Regions from separate parts of the Mus musculus genome. Here regions 2, 3 and 4 are each linked to region 1. A link is a contact called in public Hi-C and HiChIP or PLAC-seq data. All regions are on one chromosome and are shown on one strand. The core of a region is the stretch at or near the end of the contact, and the rest is flanking DNA. Distances in the headings are between cores, read along the strand shown. Region 1 overlaps Snx29 (sorting nexin 29). Region 2 has its middle 23 kb from the start of Gm32278. Region 3 overlaps Cpped1 (calcineurin-like phosphoesterase domain containing 1). Region 4 overlaps Cpped1 (calcineurin-like phosphoesterase domain containing 1).

Evidence for each region. Hi-C and Micro-C count contacts between places; a contact is called where the count stands out from the background. HiChIP or PLAC-seq counts read pairs in DNA pulled down with a chosen protein or histone mark.
Region 2: a contact with region 1 is called in a Hi-C map of cortical neurons, with 2.6 times the contacts expected there. The contact joins two enhancer-like sites. A contact is called at or near these places in 2 of 15 datasets of contacts at CTCF or cohesin (large pre-B cells and pro-B cells), 10 of 484 Hi-C or Micro-C datasets (cerebral cortex, cortical neurons, embryonic stem cells and 3 more) and 3 of 115 datasets of contacts at active chromatin or transcription factors (embryonic stem cells, large pre-B cells and microglia).
Region 3: a contact with region 1 is called in a Hi-C map of cortical neurons, with 1.7 times the contacts expected there. The contact joins two enhancer-like sites. A contact is called at or near these places in 2 of 15 datasets of contacts at CTCF or cohesin (the NIH/3T3 cell line and large pre-B cells), 1 of 484 Hi-C or Micro-C datasets (cortical neurons) and 2 of 115 datasets of contacts at active chromatin or transcription factors (cardiomyocytes and pancreatic cancer cells).
Region 4: an H3K27ac HiChIP or PLAC-seq map of microglia shows a contact between it and region 1, with 5 times the contacts expected there. The contact joins two enhancer-like sites. A contact is called at or near these places in 2 of 115 datasets of contacts at active chromatin or transcription factors (embryonic stem cells and microglia).

The regions. Positions count from the first base shown.
Region 1 is chr16:11,460,413-11,463,040 of GRCm38.p6, reverse strand. The region is part of intron 13 of Snx29 (sorting nexin 29); the gene reads right to left. Among named protein-coding and RNA genes, the nearest start is that of Gm32100, 120 kb to the left of the region's middle. Within about 2 kb of position 1,335, at least 193 of the 459 cell types and tissues checked have an H3K27ac peak or open chromatin away from gene starts, as enhancers often do. A contact at or near this core is called in cerebral cortex, cortical neurons and microglia, where this site is marked.
Region 2 is chr16:11,959,614-11,962,241 of GRCm38.p6, reverse strand. No RefSeq gene overlaps it. Among named protein-coding and RNA genes, the nearest start is that of Gm32278, 23 kb to the left of the region's middle. Within about 2 kb of position 1,336, at least 6 of the 459 cell types and tissues checked have an H3K27ac peak or open chromatin away from gene starts, as enhancers often do. A contact at or near this core is called in cerebral cortex and cortical neurons, where this site is marked.
Region 3 is chr16:11,881,171-11,883,798 of GRCm38.p6, reverse strand. All of the region lies in intron 2 of Cpped1 (calcineurin-like phosphoesterase domain containing 1), which reads left to right. Among named protein-coding and RNA genes, the nearest start is that of Gm9961, 19 kb to the left of the region's middle. Within about 2 kb of position 1,283, at least 6 of the 459 cell types and tissues checked have an H3K27ac peak or open chromatin away from gene starts, as enhancers often do. A contact at or near this core is called in cortical neurons, where this site is marked.
Region 4 is chr16:11,823,385-11,826,012 of GRCm38.p6, reverse strand. All of the region lies in intron 3 of Cpped1 (calcineurin-like phosphoesterase domain containing 1), which reads left to right. Among named protein-coding and RNA genes, the nearest start is that of 4833415N18Rik, 45 kb to the right of the region's middle. Within about 2 kb of position 1,327, at least 26 of the 459 cell types and tissues checked have an H3K27ac peak or open chromatin away from gene starts, as enhancers often do. A contact at or near this core is called in microglia, where this site is marked.

The sequences.
Region 1 (2,628 bases), core at 86-2,585:
ACAAACTCCTCCTGCATCCCAATGCCTGAGACAAAGCCCCTGACCAGATTAGGGTGTGAACACAAAGGTAGAAACAGACAAGATGAAAAGTGCCACACAAAACAAAAAGAGCAGCATAAAAAATGAGGGGAGGAAGCACTGCTCTGTGGAGTCTGAAAGACAAAGAAACAATGAGGAAAACCATGGGTACAGCAGAGGCCCTTCCCAGACAACCTGGAAAAGAGAATTGCCTCATGAGAGTGTCCAAGTGCTCAGTGCATGTGGAAGAACTCCTTGTTCCCTCTCACTAGGAATCCAGGAGGCTGGGTTCCGAGGTAAAGTTTCTCTACACTGCAGACTACTGCCTCCCACAAGGAGCAAGCACTCTTCACGGTCCTTGGTTTTCTGAGACAGAGTCTCATCTATATAGCCCAGGCTGGCCTTGAAGTCAGAATTCTCCTACCTCAGTCTCCTAAGCGCTGGGATTACAGACATTCACCACATTCCCTGTGTGAGTTTCTTTTAAATTACACTGATTATTTTATATGTTGTATGTGCATGTGTGTGTGTGTGTGTGTGTGAGAGAGAGAGAGAGAGAGAGAGAGAGAGAGAGAGAGAGAGATACATGCCTGTGCCATAGAGCACATGGGGAGGGCTTTCAAGAACTAGATTGCTATGGTCCCTTTGCAGTATGAGGTGAACGTAAAGTTCATAAATTACAGACAGCAGCAAGTGCTAGACCCTCTCTCTCAGCTGATGCTGCCACAGATCTCTGGGAACTAGAAAGTTACAAAGCCCACAGGAGAAAAGAGGGCACCTCAAGCCCCAAGTTATTCCTTAGCATTTCCTCAACAGGTCATCAGGCTTAGCCATGAGCAAGTTTACCTGCTGAACCATCTAGATGCACACGCATACACACACACACACACACACACACACCCTGTCATTCCCAAGTAGCTCACTGGGACTTTTAAAGCCAGGCAGGCAGTTTTCTGGGCCCTCCAAGTTGATTTTGGCCTTGGAGCTGAGCATTCGGTGAGGTTAAGTTTGAATCTTGTAAAGAAAAAGCATCTGAAGAAACGTCCATCTGCGCCAAAGAAAGCAGGCCGCACCCTCTGAGGGCTGCTAGCGTAGAGCCAAGTCTAGTATGTCTGAGCCTCCGCTCCACTTCATGCAAACCTGTGAATACAAACTTAGCAGCACACAAAGTCTGCAAAATTCCCGAGCACTAGACCTGACAGTTGTCTCTCTTTAAACCACATGGCTGCTGTGGCCAAAAATATCTCCCCTCCGCCAAGCTTCCTGTTGCTCACTCTGGCTCCAAAATAACAAGAAGTGGCTTGGCAGTGATGTCATACTGCCACTGTCACTGCCTGCAGGGCACTCACATGCTGACTATATTTAAGACCCAGGCTTCATGTCAGTGACACAGAAATTACCACCTTGTGAGCCAAACTGTACTGGAAAGATTTGAAAAATTACTTTCTGTGAATAGGCAGGCTGCATATGTTGCCTTCTCTCTGGGCAGAGGCAGAGCCCAGTGGACAACAGCAAAAACCTCCAGCTCCTCGTTCTCACAGTTTCCGTAGCAGCAATATCTCTCCCAATGGGTCACCTTTTCAGGCTCTCTGTTATCCCTCCACACTGCTCTGTAAGTTTAATTCTACCCTCTAGATCTTCCCGACTTCCCATTAGGAAAGGCATCCCAATGAAACACTAATGAACAGTGACCAAGCTTCCCTCCCCCGTGCACAACAAGCATAACCTGTTAGTGAGGGCTGGCTCGTATCTCCTGGTTCCAGTGAGTTTATCTCTTCTTGCTTCCGCACTTTTGTGTGGGCAAAGAGACACTTCAGATCCAACTCTCCCACTCCTCCTGGAATTGCTGTAGGCTTCTCATATCTTGATGAACTGCCTAGACGGTGGTACAGCTTTTGTGGGGAACACCTACCTGCACTGGGTACTAAGGTCTGATGGTCACACACATAATGTAAGCACATGCTTCCAAAGGCAGACGCTCACACAGATACAACTTCCTGCTCACTCTCCAGAATTCCACTCCCTCAACAAAGCCTGAATCTAAGAGAACAGTTTAGAATCAGCAAACACCCCGTGGCTTTCTCTACTGCCTGAGGTTGCTTGGGCAATGCCTAAGGCGTTCCGCCCTCCTCCCGCCACGCTATGCTCCACGTTCCCCATGGAGACGTGCCTGGAAAGCCCACACTGACCCTCACCATTGAGCCTCACTGCCTCTTTTGTTTGAGAAGAAACTTGCACATTTTCAGATCTAGAGGCAATGTTCAAGTGTTTGGCCTCTCCACCTTCCTTTCTCAGAGGGAATCTCACCAAACTCCACCTTCTAAAACTCACGAGCAGGAGTGAAACAGAGGCGAAGCAGGCAGTACCAGCACAGGCCGGAGTATGTCCTACTTAGTGCGCTAAGAAAGGTATACAGCTTGTTCCACTACAACCATATGCCTTGACTATGGCATCCCACTCCTGAGATTACACACAGAAAAGACACAGAGGGACAGAGAACTGTGACACAAGGATCTTTGCTTCAGGAGTCACCTACTGTCTCATGGAAGTGGATGCAGACTCAGCATCACATGGCTGGAAACTACTGCAAACACTGTGACATGCCACACA
Region 2 (2,628 bases), core at 87-2,586, 500 kb before region 1:
TCTGGACTCTTCCAGATTCCCCTCTCTAGCTATGTTCTTCCTTGTATCTATAACAAACATTCTCTTCACCTTGTAGTCCTGTCCTCCTTTTCGTCTTTTCTCTTTTCCATTTGCATCCCAACCTTGGCATGACTCGCACAAAGGATTCCTGAAGAGGGCATTTCCTGCTTTTGCATTCTCTGCCTCCTATCCTGCTTTCAAGCATAGCGTAAGGGTTCTCACCTTACAGAATTTTGGTAAGTCTCAGGAGCAGTCTGATGTGAAATCGCCAGATTTCCTCAACTGTTTAACTTCTCTAACCCTCAGTTCCCTCATCTGAAAAATGATCACGACTCACAACTGCCTCACAAAAGGTCTGGGAGTATCAGACAGAAGCACACTGCAGCATGCTTGCTGTATCAAGCTCTCACGTTTGGATATTAATTCGACTGAATGACCCAGCACAGTAGCCGGTAACTAAACACTGGGCCCACAGTACGACTGGGAGTATAAAAGTCACATTTCCTGTTTAATCAGAACCAAAAGAGCTGTTGGAGGATGCTCCAGCTCAGAAGTCTCAGGTGTGTGATGATGTCCAGAGAGCCAGCTTTGAAAGCCCAACCGTGCAAGAAGCCCCCAGCAGCCCAGCCAGGTAGACCTGTGAGGTCCCACAGTTGTCTGCAGTTGGACACTGCTGCCCATTTCTCTTCTGCCTCTAGCCCACAGCTCCACTGCCTCCGCTTAGAAAGTGAAAAGAGGTCACTTCGATGTTTCATATTTTAGAGACAGAAATACAGAAGAAAAGGATGAGGTGGGCAGATCCAGAAGCCTGGGTGATAACTAGTAGGCTAGAAAATTCACAAACCTTTTACACTTTCTCTAGATGGGAAAAAAGAAAGGGAAGGATAGAAGGAGACTGAGGAAAGAAGGAATAAGCAGGGAGAAGGAAGGAGGGAGAAAAGAGGAGGGAAGAAAGATGGAAAAAAAAAGCAGGAGTCTCATAGGCAGTGGTTGCTCTGTCCCCTCACAGGCAGCTCTGAGAGGAGCGACTACAGTGCTAACTGAGCAGTCTTGTATGCTGTCCATTTAATTGTCAGGGAAGCCACGGAGACCCCAGAAGGCTAGGTGCTCTGCTAAAGTATTCAGAGTGGTCCCTGGGGCTTCCCTTTCTCCAGGTGACTCCCATTTAGAACAGCGTTAATGGGTCCCCTGCCACAAAGCCCATGTCAGCCCTTGCAGTTAAAAGTGCCTCTTTCAAATAATCATGATCAGAATCCAAAAGGCTCTGGGCAGATGGAAAGCTGAGGCTACAGTTCCAGGCAAGCCCTGAAGCAAAACAGCCTCCCAGCCTGCCACTTGGACTGCCTACCCACTTCTCAAAATAGACAAGGCTGGCCTTGCAGACTCAAAGGCTGGCAGGGAGCCCTCTGCCAACTGAGAGTCAGATTCTGGTTCAAGTCCACTATAGGAAAAGCATATACAAAAGTCTGAGAAATTGTCCCAAGTGGGGGGAGGGGACTGAAACTGTTTTCCTACTAGGCATCTAGGCATGGTTCATGAGCTATAGATGGAAAGGGCTGAAAGGGCTTGAAGATGTTCAGAATGCGTTTAATGGCTAAGCCAATAGAAAAGGATACTCTTGAGAAGTTGGGAGCCTAAAAGGACATAGGCCCACTAAACCAGTGAGTGATCAGGACAGTGTCCAATAGGGGGCAGAAGGGAGAGAATAAAGTGTTAATGATCAACCTGTGTGACTACAGAGAAAAGCAATACTCAGTGCAGGTTAAACAACCATTAGAAGACCCCTGAGTGTGCTGAGGAAGCAATGCTTTATATAAAGGAAGATCATCAAGGCAGACCAGAGCAAGCAAGGACCTTGATCTTGGAACAAGCTCATCATATAAGGACAGAGGAAGGTGGATATGGTAAATCCTGTGAATTCATAGGAAATAAAACCAAATAAGTAGGTCGTGGTGGCGATCAGCCTCCCAACAGCCTGCTGCAGGAATCCCCACCTCATGGTAGTGACAACCTTTCATAGACAACAAACACGGATGACCTGTAGGACCGGTAGACTATTGGGACAATGGCAACATATGACAGGAGCCAAAGTCATAGAAAACCACTGTAGCCTCTTTTCTGCTCGCATGGATCACACACTCAGGAAATGTAGCCACCATGTGTGGAGGGCACCCCAGTAGATGCATAGGAAGGTTGATATGGGAGGTAACTGAGATTTTCAACAACCGCACTATCCTCCAAGCTAATACTTCTGAAGACAGCCAAATGGGCTCCTGACGAATCCACACAAGGGATACGAACAGCTGTGTCGCTCTCAAGTTCCTGGTCAGAGAAAATGCATTCGGCGGTGAGGAGGAGGCTCAGTCAGTAATGTGCTTGCTGCACAAGCAGGGGACCTGATTCTGGCTCCCCATCACCTGCTTTCAAACCTGAGTCATTATTCCCAATACCAGGCAAGATCACTGCCTAGCCAATCTGTGAGCTCCACATTCAGTAAAAGGCCTCCATGATGGAGGAAGACGCTCAGTGTCCATATTTGCTTCCACAAGCATGCGCATGCACATGTGCACATCCACAGAGTACACACAAATACCACTAAGGAAACGGTGCATGAGGACTGTTTTGATC
Region 3 (2,628 bases), core at 34-2,533, 420 kb before region 1:
TATCTTGGGCCAAGTAGATATTAACTCAAAAGGAAGTAAGAGAACTTTCCAAATAATGAATTTTTTAATGAAAATAACAATATCCTTTTTCATTGTAACTATCCACCGTAACATTCATTCATCGGCAAACACTCACTGATTGCAGAGTGGGTGCCAGATACAGCACTAGTCACTATGGGTACACTAATGGAAAAGAGAGACCAAGACCTCAGCAGAGCTGAGGGCTACGGGAGACAGATGCATAGGTGATAGAGGAGGCACTAGTGCCAAGGCTCCAACTTGAGTTTGGACAAATATGTCTTCATGTTACAGGCACCTATATGTTTTTTTTTAATTTGCAGTTAAAGTTCTGTGAGATTAGCCACATTAAAAGTGGCAAATTAAAATCCTGTCCATGTTACTGAAACCATTGGTTTTCAGTCCTTCAGCTCTCAAGCCCAGGGTAACTTTTGTAGGCCATACTGCACTAAGTCATCTATCCCCTGAGAGTGGCCCCAGGAGCCTTGTTAGAATCCAGCAGGTCCATGTAGAGGACCAATCAGAATGTGATGCTGTAATTATGGAACAAGAGATTCCAGTAAGGCCCTTGCTTGTCACTGACACACAGGTCTGTCCCCATGTATTTGAACTGTTGTAACTCCATGAAATGGAGAACACAGGTCGGTCAATTTTTCCCCTGGAATAAAATGTCTTGGAAGAGCTCTTGTATGTTAGCTCTGCCCGAGCAACTGTGGCATGCTTGAGATTCTCCTGAACATTAGCCTCAAGAGCTTCTGTTCTGTAGGGGGAGGCAAGCCCTTGTTTATATCATTCAACTTCTGTAGCTGCTGGAACAGTGCACACTTACCCTGACAGATCTGGAGCTCCAGGGCTGTGCTCCTCTGGAGTCTCTCACACCTAGAGTACCTTTCTTGGCTGTTGTGCATCTTCAAAACCTATAGTCCGGAGTCTTCTCTGGCCCCTCTGGGATTCTCCTTGTCAATCTGACTAGTGCCCTCCCTCCCTCCCTGCCTTCCTCCCTTCTTCTCTCCTTTCTTCTGATACAGACCTGTGTGATGACACTGGGCCTGCCTGATAACCTAGAGTCATCTCTCCAGTCTGCAAAGTCCCCTTTGCCATGGGAGATTCACAAGCACTGGGAGTTAGACACCTCAGAAGGGACTTTATCGAGCCTATCACAGATAACTTGTGATAAGTGAAATTCAGCTCTATAGCCAGCCAATGTTACTGCTGCTGACTTACTTCCTTGTAATAGCAATGCAAAACAGATCCAGTGGTTAGCTCTGCTGTTCCTGGTGGGGTATCTGGCTCTGAACAAGGAAGTACCTGTTTCTAATGCCTTGTATCCTAAATGTGGTGGAGTAACTTCTTTTCTAGCCCTCTTGCACTTCCCACTGTTGCCTTGCTATTAAAAAACGGGGCCCCAAAATGACCAGAGCTTACTGGATACAGAGCATCTCTGTCCAAGCAGATCTAGCAGGTCTTTATGAAGTCTCCAGATAAATCTTACAGACAATACGGTTGAGATGCACTTGTCAGACTAGGATGCTCAGGCCCGATGCATTCTGCTTCTCATGTATTATGTAGAATTCCTGTGTGCATGCCAGGAGACACTGAGAGTCCCCTTCCTGGTTGTCACTGAGAGTTGTAAGCAAGAGAACCGCCACTCCTTTAAACGTTTGCTCAGGTTTCAGGGGAGATGCTTTGGTGTGTGTAGGCTTTGTTTTACTTGTTAAATACTCTGAGTAACTAAAGCAGGATGCTCTCTCCTATAGAAAACGCCCCCAGCAGCATGTTGGCAAAGTGCCCTGGAAAACAGGCACAGCGTTTTCTTGAGCGGGATTTGTACATATATAGCCAGGACTGGGTTTTTTATTTGGACCACGATCATGTACAGAACTCTTTATCTGGCATCCCAACACTCAGAGGTCTGTCTCTGAAAATTAAGATTATTTTTCTTAAATTTGGAATTGATTTGATTGGTAACAGACCTGCACTGAACTGACTCAGGCAGCTCCTGCTCCTTATCTAATGGGATACTTGCACATTTCTTAGTAGAGAATTCTTGAGCTCGGTAATGAATTACTCTCAATTCTGCTTTGTTAATATATATTCTTTTTCCTCTAGTCCCCTTCTAAAGTTTGTAAAAATACAATTTTAAACAAGATCCAGAAGCCCAGAAGATTTTTCATAAGAGTTTATGGATCTGCAGAACAGATGCTTGCGACTTACAAAGAAATACTTCATCAGTAGAAGCAAAAGCTCTTGTTCCCCACTTGTGTGATTCCCCCAAATTAATTTTTGCACCTCTCTTACATGGCAGTCACATAGTAGTTTCAGTGGTTTACATGGTCCCTGATGTTTTAGGGTTAAATTTTTGGGATCAATTTCTGTTGGAACTAAAGGACGTCAGTGTGAAGCTAGATTTGATCCCAGAGATGATTGGAACAATTAGAGGAAGGGTGTGCACAGAGGTAGAGTTTCTTAGGAATTAGCACATAAGTAGCTACTTAGGTGGAAAGTCTTTATGGTGGAGAAGGGCTGGGCTTCAGTAGAAGTGGCTGCAGAGGCTGCAGAGGAGGTGGAGTCACTTGGTGGCCAGGTATTGAGGAATGGGTGTCACCATGG
Region 4 (2,628 bases), core at 78-2,577, 360 kb before region 1:
CGCAATGGAGAAGACTCCATCTCATATTGTCTGTCCTGTGCCTTCCACATCGTAAGGTGTGCGGCCTTTGTCTTTCCTCCCTGCCTTTCATCTAGGTCACTCAGTAATCTGTTTCTCCTGCAGCCCTTCTTTGCCCCTAGCCTTAGGATCCTCACCTAAATCTACTTCAAGTAGCACTAAAGAGCTCGAAGCCCCTCCTACTGTGGGTCTCCATTGCGTGCTAAGCCTGGCCATCAGACACAGAACAAACAGGCAACATCTGCAGTTGCAGTTTCTGTGTGGACAGAACCGCGCCGTGCTGCTAGGTTGGGAGGCTTGGATGGCAAGCCCTGTATATGTGTGTCTCAGGGGCAGGGCAGGGCTGCTACTTGACCAGGCAGAATGTGGACAGTGGCTGAAGCCACAGCAAGAGAACTTGAACCCATTTTGGAAAGTCAGGCAGTCAGTGATATTTTGTAAAATGTATTAACTTAAAGACCGTGATAAAGCTGGGGTGACAGTGGCAGGTGGTATTTAATGTTGCCTCTAGCTTTTGTCCCCACAGCAATAGTATTTCCTAATACTATTTCAGTCTCGGTTTTCTCCTTGTGCTAAAATGCCAGTGCTCAAAAATATGTCAGAAGCTCATCAGATGATCAGGGTAGCTTTTAATTACAATAATTGTGTTGTTATAAAATATCCTTTTAAAGAATACATCCCTCCCCAAGCCACTGTGGGGATAAAAACCCTGCTTCCTTCCAGTAAGTTTAATGAATAATTCTGAATCATTGTGTGGGATGAATAAATGATTTAATAATGAGCATCAACAATCATCTCCCATTGTTGCATTAATTTTTGTAAATGGGATGAGGTAAATGAGGAGGAAGGGCTGTCACCATACAATAGACCACCATTTGTGTAGGAATGTGCTCTGTGATCCAAAAGATGAAGAGCTTCCAACCTCAGGTTTCCCTAGAAACGGATGCTTCCTGTTTCTACTTTTGAAGTCATTGACGGGGGTGGGGAGCGTCTTTGTATGGAACAGAAACACTGTCAGTAACTGGTGGAAATAAACAGGTATCAGGGCAGGACAGGCGCCCAAATGTGAAGCAGCGCTGCTTATTCGCAGTCTTCTTTGCTCGGCCTGGGGATAATCAGTTTCATCATATCCCAGGGATGCAGAAATTGGTTTCCCCCTAATTCACCTGATACCGAACTGGAGTCACAAAGACAGAGCGTAGATAATGAAACCTGGGTGGAAGGTGGAGGTCGGCTCGTCCCTCAGGCCTCTCTCAGCAGCAGGTTAGTGTGTGACCCAGTTAATGCCGATTGCAGTTTAAATTTCCCATCTTAAAAAAGAGAAAACAGGGAAGTCTCTGGCTGCCCATGTTTCCCCTTGATGTCTCGGCGATACCTTTTCTTTCCTCTCATTCTCCTCACAGAGCTTAAGGATGGTGTATTAAAGAGCCCGGGGCACATTTGGCAATTATAAAAAATTCCAGCAAGTTGATCTTTCTTGCAAAAGTTAATGAGTAATTTCACAGAATTCGTTTCATCTCTAGTATTTGTGTGCTTTTTAACAGAGAAACAGAAAGAAAGGGCGAGCTCTCAGCCCTTGGTTGCAGCCTTAGGATTTCAAGTTTTTAGAGAAGGTGGAGGTCAGACTGCATTACAGACAGAGGAGAACTTTAGGCCGTCTGTCTCACCACTACCACAGCTGTCTATATCCTGATGCTACCAGGAAGTGGATTCTGCTTGTGTTCATTAGAGGAAGTCCAACCCTGAGCCTGTCACACACTAGTGACCCCTTGATAAAGACTCACCGTTTAACAGGGACAGAGCCTGGCCTGGGTCACATCTCCCTAGCAGCAGCATTGCCGGGATGCCCACACTGCCTATAATGGCCAGCTGAGATCTGGATGGGAGACACACTTCCTAGAGCACTGCATCTTAAACTGAGATGTGCCCACATATGGGGTCACACTACTGAATATGGGATGGGAGACAGGAAAAGAAAACACACAGTGATCAAAAACTAACTCAGAATCAAACCCATCCCAACTGGAAGTGTTTCCAGCAGTATTAGCACCGTGCTGTATTGTCTGCAGTACACAGCATCCTTGCCGCCTTGGTCCTTAACACTCAGTGTGTGCACTTAGCATTATGCACACCATCACACCATGCGACACCCGCAGATGCTGCTGCCCAAAGTGTCTTTGCTCAAATTTGAGATTATTATATGTTATGAATTACAGGGTGTTCTTAAATGTACATGTAAAGTGTTCTGCTCTTATAGGAACATAATAGCTTAATTGCAGAAAACAAAGATGATTGTTTTCAACTCTCATTGCTTAGCGTGTAAGAACCAAATTAATGTATCTCTGGGTGGGGTTGTGTCAGGATGGGTTATTTTAAAAACTATTGTTTGAGTTGCTGACTGAGTTTCCTTTAAAATATGTTAATGGGCTTGGTTGTGATTAGGGCAGATATTGTAGCAGTTTCTGAAATGGCGTACGTGTGCTTCTGCTATCTCAGACTATTTATTTTCATGAGTTGACAGTCCTGGTATTGTAGTTGTAGTCAAAATGTCCACTCTGTAAAATGTCTTATATATTCAGCCAAGATTTAATTCTCTTTTTTAAATTTTAC